2 separate regions of the Mus musculus genome follow, and region 2 is linked to region 1. Evidence: chromatin contacts called from public HiChIP or PLAC-seq data. All regions are on one chromosome and are shown on one strand. Each heading gives the region's core, a stretch centred on a gene start, on an enhancer-like site or on the middle of the called end of the contact. The rest is flanking DNA. Distances are from core to core; before and after follow the strand shown.

Region 1 (2,946 bases), core at 220-2,719:
CAGTAAATAGGGAGAAGGTGCCATTGCTTTTTTTTTTTTTTTTTTTTTTATGTTTGCCTTTGTGAAAGATAAAAATTCTTAAGATCTGGTGCTGGAGAGATGGCTCAATGGTAAAGAGCTCTTTCAGAGGGTCTAGGTTGAGTTCACAGTACCATGTTGAGATCACAACTTCCTATTATCTCCAGCTGTAGGGGATGCAGTGCCCACTTCTTGCACTCATATGTGCGCACACAAGCACACATGAGCACACACACACACACACACACACACACACACAAATATATCCATTATTTTAAAAATAAAATAAATTTAAAAAAAACTTGCAAGATCTCAGCTCTCTTACACTATGAAGGCTGTAGTAGCTTACAGGCATGAGAAATATGTCCTCATAGAACAATATATATATATATATATATGTACGTATATATATGTATGTATGTATATATACATATATATACATATTGTGTATTTATTCTTTTAAGTTTTATTTTATGCGTGTGACTATCTTGCATTCATGCAAGCATGTGTACCATATATGTTCCTGGTACCCTCAAAGGTCAGAAGAGGGTGTTAGATGTCCTGGAACTGAAGTTATCGGTAGCCCTGAGCTGCCATGTTAGTACTGGGAAGCAAAACTGAGGCCTCTGCAAGAGCAGCCAGTGGTCTTCATGGCTGAGCCATTTCTCCAGCCTCTGTTGTATAGTTCAAAGTAATGAAAAGAAGGGCTCTCTAATGCTTCACTACAAAGAAACAATAAATAGATGTTGATTTGATCGTTATATAATGGATACATATCACAGTGTGCCCTATAAATTTGCTCAGTTACTACTTACTGACTAATAATAAAATTTTCAAAACCTCAAAAAATAATTTAACTTTGAAAAAATAAGATTATGAGACTAAGAAGTAGGCTCGGTGGTAGAGCATTTGCTTAATATTCCTAAGGCCCTGGGTTCTATACACAGGGCTACAAGAGAAATCAAACTCAAAAAAAAAAAAGAAAAAATAATATGTGATATTGTTCATATGATTAAATACAGTTATGGGAGATAAGTATCTAACATGTGCCAAGGCTGAGCAGGTCCCAAAGAATTCCATCATCACAAAACAGTAAAATAATAATATGAGCAGGTTTCTACCAGAAACAGTTGTGGAAGAGAAAATTGGTTTTAAAGAAATCGGCTGTGTTTATGTAAATGCAATTATAATTTGTAACAAGCCTCCTCTAGCTCTTGGTAACTCGGAGCCTTGTCTTGCACTGCTGTGTCAGCACTAGAAACTGGTCCAAGTTCTTGAAGATTTTAAATTATTGAGGCCATTTTTCTTTCACACTATCGTAGAATCTGTAGACTTCCCTTGCCGGAAGTATTTGATGTTGTATAAACTTCTGTAATATCATGAAGAAGTTTAAACCATGAAGAAGAAGGGCTGAAGGCTCTGGTCACATGCAACATCCCATTACCCAGTCCCACGTGGTCCACTGTGGCTTAGCTGTGTCATCCACTCAACTACTTCCACATTCCAATTGTTGTGTAACCATAAGGTACCTGATCATTTAATTCCCAGATTCTCTCTAGTGTAGTGGGTACACAAATTTAAAAATATATATATATATAAATTTCACTATCCAAGAGGACATGCAGATAGAATCAGATCAGAATGCCCTGTATGAGACACTCGCTGTTCCGTGCATCCGCTGGGCATGAACTCTGGGCATAATCCCCAAAGGCAGTGTCAGGCCACGGAGATCCTGCTGCTCTGCCCAGCAGTTTATAGGAGCCATTCCAGCTCAGATGTTTTTCAACTGTTGGTTTTGATTGCTGTTGCTTTGATTACCTTCATAATCCAATATTCAGCCATTAAACAGTTGAGAATTCAACCCCAAAGCTTGTGTACCCCCCTGGATCTGATGATCAGTTGCTGTAGAAATGGAGGGTTGCAGCTCAGAGCCTGGTGGGAAAGATCTGATGTGTTTGTATGGTGTATGCTTCCCCTACTCCACTGCTGTGCAATCTACTCCATCAACAGAATCCTCTTTCTAAACTCTTCACCTGTACAGCCTGTCTTGTCCACCCTTGTACTTCCCTTGCAAGTATGTTACTGCCCTCTCACCCACTGGTAGCATCTATTGAACATATCTTGGCCAAGATACTGCCCACTCCATCAGCCTTCCTGCCTGAGCTTTTCCCTATCAGGCACATCATCCAGGTAATGACCTCATCCCCCATTATATTTTGGTTTTAGAGAAGGTATCCAAGGTCCTTTGTGTCTGGTTCCAACTACAAAACCACAAAGCTGAACACACAGACTGGTGGGAATTCTTGCAGATAGCACAACAGCTCTAGTTCTGCATAGCCTAAAATGCCTGCACCACACTCAAGAAGCTTCCAAGCAGATTCAACCTGTCAATCAGTTCACCTCAGCGTCAAGAGCATCCTCACTCCCCTACCCTCGCCCAGCAAACGGGACTTCAAGAAGCACAGCCACCAGTAAAAGCTGCAAAAACTCCAGGAAGGGGTGTGTGAGGGAAAGTCATGCTTGGCATCAAGAGCGAGCCAAGCAGTTGGGGGCACCCTGGGTTGCTTGGGCTGCCGGGAAGGATGGTTTTTTCAGAGAGTACTCTCATAGAGCACGTATTGTTCTCATTGATTTTCATTCTTTAGTTTCATGTAATTACTGTTTCTTTTATCTCCTTTCTTTGGCTTTCTCTCTTTTCCTTGGCATATATTATAAACATATGTGTTCATTTTTCTGGAAATCTGTAGCCCTTGCTAAGTTTTATTAAGGGGTTCATTTGAAGAAACAAACTCCCAGTTAGTGAGATGCAGGACTGGGGATTCCGGGAAGGTGGAAGCTGATGTCCAGAGTATGTTTTATTACTCGGGTCTCCCTCTCACCTCATTTGCCTTTAAAACTAAATATGTGACAAACTGAGCTATCTCGGTG
Region 2 (2,946 bases), core at 242-2,741, 170 kb after region 1:
AAGGAAGGAAGAGAGGAAAGATGATTTGGGCTTTGTGCTAGTGGGTTGCAGCCCCTTACCTTTCTAAAATAATTCTCCAGTTCTCAAAAATGATCAGAAAACTCACAGGCCTTCTAGAGTAGGTAAAATTGAAACTGATGAAGATCATATTGTCTAGTAATGTTAACTGCTACTTAGCATCGAAAGGGAAAGGGAAAACTCCTGTTACGGGCTTCAGATGAATCAGCAGGTGAGGGCCCTTCGTGTCCAAAGTCCAGAGTTTGATCCTCAGGACTCAAAGGTGGTAGAAAAAGAGAACTGACTCCCCTACGTTGTCCCCTGACCCCCGCATAGCACAAGCGTACCCACATTCATAATAAGCAAACAAAGAACTAAACAGGCACTTGAACAGTTAATAAACCTTTAATAATTAATGTACTGCATTAATAGTAGAAACCGTATTACAACCTGAAAATGCAGGATGCTTTTTTGGAGCCCCACCCCCAAATTGCCTCAATCACCCAATCACACTGAAGATCCCAGGATAGTATCCCTGCAAAATGAGAAATTAATATGCCAACTTACCTAGATGATCTGCATACTTGGCCAGTAAAATGAATCACAAGCAATGCCAGGCTTCCTGGTGACGGACTGACTAGATGCATAGACTAAAAGTGTTAACATGCATAAACAGAAAGTATTTATAGAACATTCTATCTTCTTGCTTCCAAGACTAGGCTATATTTGAGGGATAACCTATGGCTATCTTTTTGCCTAGACAGGGTGGAACATGTCTGTTATTTCACAGAGAAATTATAAGCTGGTATTTGTGTGTGGTTCCTTCCTTTCTTTATTGTGGAAAACATGGTTTTTGTAGTCCGCAACAATTTGGTTTGTGTCCCTTCCCGTTCCCAAGGCTGTAGCTTAGTCAATAGAGATTCCAAACTCTTTTAATGCTGAGTTCTACAACTTCCAACTTGGAAAGATAGCCAACTATTCAGAGAATAATACCCAAAACACAGTCCTTTGTTTCTTCTGTAGCTAGAGTGTTTTTGTCTTGCCAGTAGAAATGACCACACTCCAAGAGGAGGAGCAAACACTCAGCGGGAAGATTCTGAACTGTAGGCTTTGCATGGCCATGGTTTGGGTTTTATACTGAGGAAAATGGCTGCATGCTAGTGCATAGGAAAGGAGGGATGAAGCGCCCAGGGTCCTGTGGTCTGCAGGGTTAGCTGGAAGGTGAAGATGCCAATTGCCAGGCCAGTGTCTCCTGCCTTCTCCTCTGATCCTCTTACATGGGGTCACCTGTCTGTCACACCAGCTTCGTCATGGCTGCTTCTCGGTCCTGTCCATTTCTCCATGTTCTTTTCCGAACCCTCAGATGATGTCCCAGAGTTCAAAAGATCTCTGCTGCCTTTCTCTTTGTTACTGGGAGCGCCACCTGTGGTTTTCTAATCACTCCTCTTCCTCTTCCTCGTGAGGCTTTAAAATCATTGTCCTGTGAGGGCTGACTCACCAGTCTGCCTCCCCACTTCCTTTCAGTTGCAGAGTCTCAGCTCCCCCTGCATTGAGCTTCTTAGGATTACTGTTTCCAAAACCAGATCTACCATTTGTCAGTCTCTTCAAGCAAGGTGTCTGCTCCCACAATCTTGTCTCAGGATCTCCCCTCTCCTGAGTCATTATAAAACCACTACAATATATCCATTCACCACTCTCTGGCCCCAGCTCCACTCATAAACACTCGCGAGCGCACCCTCTCCTCTGTTCCTTGTCCCCTTCCTCATCTGTGTTCCCTGTAGACCAAACTCCTCAGCATAAAACAAAAGGCCCTTCACATACTCCGGCAGCTTATTATTTCTTAAACTTCCTTTCTTCCATTGTCTTACACACACACACACACACACACACACACACACACACACACACACACACACAGAGTCTTTCCTCTGACCTTGGACTTAATCCTGTGGCTGAAACATATTGTTCATTCTTTGGCTGGAGCCTTCAGTAGTACCTCCTGACCCTCTAGGTCACAGCTTTTTGTTGTGTACAGATGTTTGTGTGTACAGATGTGTGTGTGTAAAGGTGTGTGTGTGCACATATACAGATGCATGTGCACATGTAAGCACATGCATACGGAGACCCAACACAGACCCAACGCATTTTAGTAGGGTGTTAGTAAGAACACACTTGTCCTGGAGGAGCTTGTAGCTAAAGAAGAGGCAAGCAATAAACATAATCGATGAATAAATTATTAGGATGCTGAGGGTGGAAATTGCCATGGAGATGAATAAAGCAGTTGGAGGGAAATGGGAAGAAGGCATCACTTTATTTCACCCTTTGTGTAGTGTCCATCTGTGGATATGTGGATATGCACACATTGTGTGTGTCGGGAGGGGCTGTGCATTGCATGCATGTGCGTGTTTGCATGGACACCTGAGGTCAGCATCAAGTGTCTTCCTCTGTCATCATTTTCCATCTCTTACTGAACCTAGAGTTCATCAGTTTGGCTAGGCTGAACGCCTAATGGACACATCACTGCTTCTGAGGACTGTTTCATGTGTGCTGGGTTCTGGATTTGCATGGCAAATATTTTACCAACTGAGCCATCTTCCACATCCTTACATTGCAGTTAACACAAAGAGTCAGGGCTGGAAAGTGGTAGAGCTCTTCCCTCGCCTGGTGAGGCCCCAGGATAAATGGAGGCAGAAGTGTGACTTCAGGGAACAGCAAGAGACTGAGGGTGGCCGAGGAGAACAGATGGACAGTGGAGGTCACATGGGCGTGGATAGGACCCACGCTGAAGAGCAAGGCAGAATGTGGGGGGCGGGGGGCCTGTCCCACCGAGAGGCTGCATGGGACTGGTTTGGGTGTTTCTAGGGTAAGTCTGCAGGGGTGGAAGTGAGTGCAAGTGTGCAGCCAGATGGCTGTTACAGAAACTGAGTGAGTGAGACCACACTCTGGGTG

What was found. HiChIP or PLAC-seq counts read pairs in DNA pulled down with a chosen protein or histone mark.
Region 2: a contact with region 1 is called in an H3K4me3 HiChIP or PLAC-seq map of bone marrow-derived macrophages, with 2.7 times the contacts expected there. The contact joins two enhancer-like sites. A contact is called at or near these places in 2 of 484 Hi-C or Micro-C datasets (cochlea and cortical neurons), 9 of 115 datasets of contacts at active chromatin or transcription factors (bone marrow-derived macrophages, craniofacial prominence, differentiating embryonic stem cells and 6 more) and 1 of 9 other capture datasets (liver).

What each region holds. Positions count from the first base shown.
Region 1 is chr2:4,241,207-4,244,152 of GRCm38.p6, forward strand. All of the region lies in intron 1 of Frmd4a (FERM domain containing 4A), which reads left to right. Among named protein-coding and RNA genes, the nearest start is that of Gm39752, 4.7 kb to the right of the region's middle. Within about 2 kb of position 1,470, at least 4 of the 459 cell types and tissues checked have an H3K27ac peak or open chromatin away from gene starts, as enhancers often do. A contact at or near this core is called in bone marrow-derived macrophages, where this site is marked.
Region 2 is chr2:4,408,505-4,411,450 of GRCm38.p6, forward strand. All of the region lies in intron 1 of Frmd4a (FERM domain containing 4A), which reads left to right. Among named protein-coding and RNA genes, the nearest start is that of Gm23691, 29 kb to the left of the region's middle. Within about 2 kb of position 1,492, at least 44 of the 459 cell types and tissues checked have an H3K27ac peak or open chromatin away from gene starts, as enhancers often do. A contact at or near this core is called in bone marrow-derived macrophages, where this site is marked.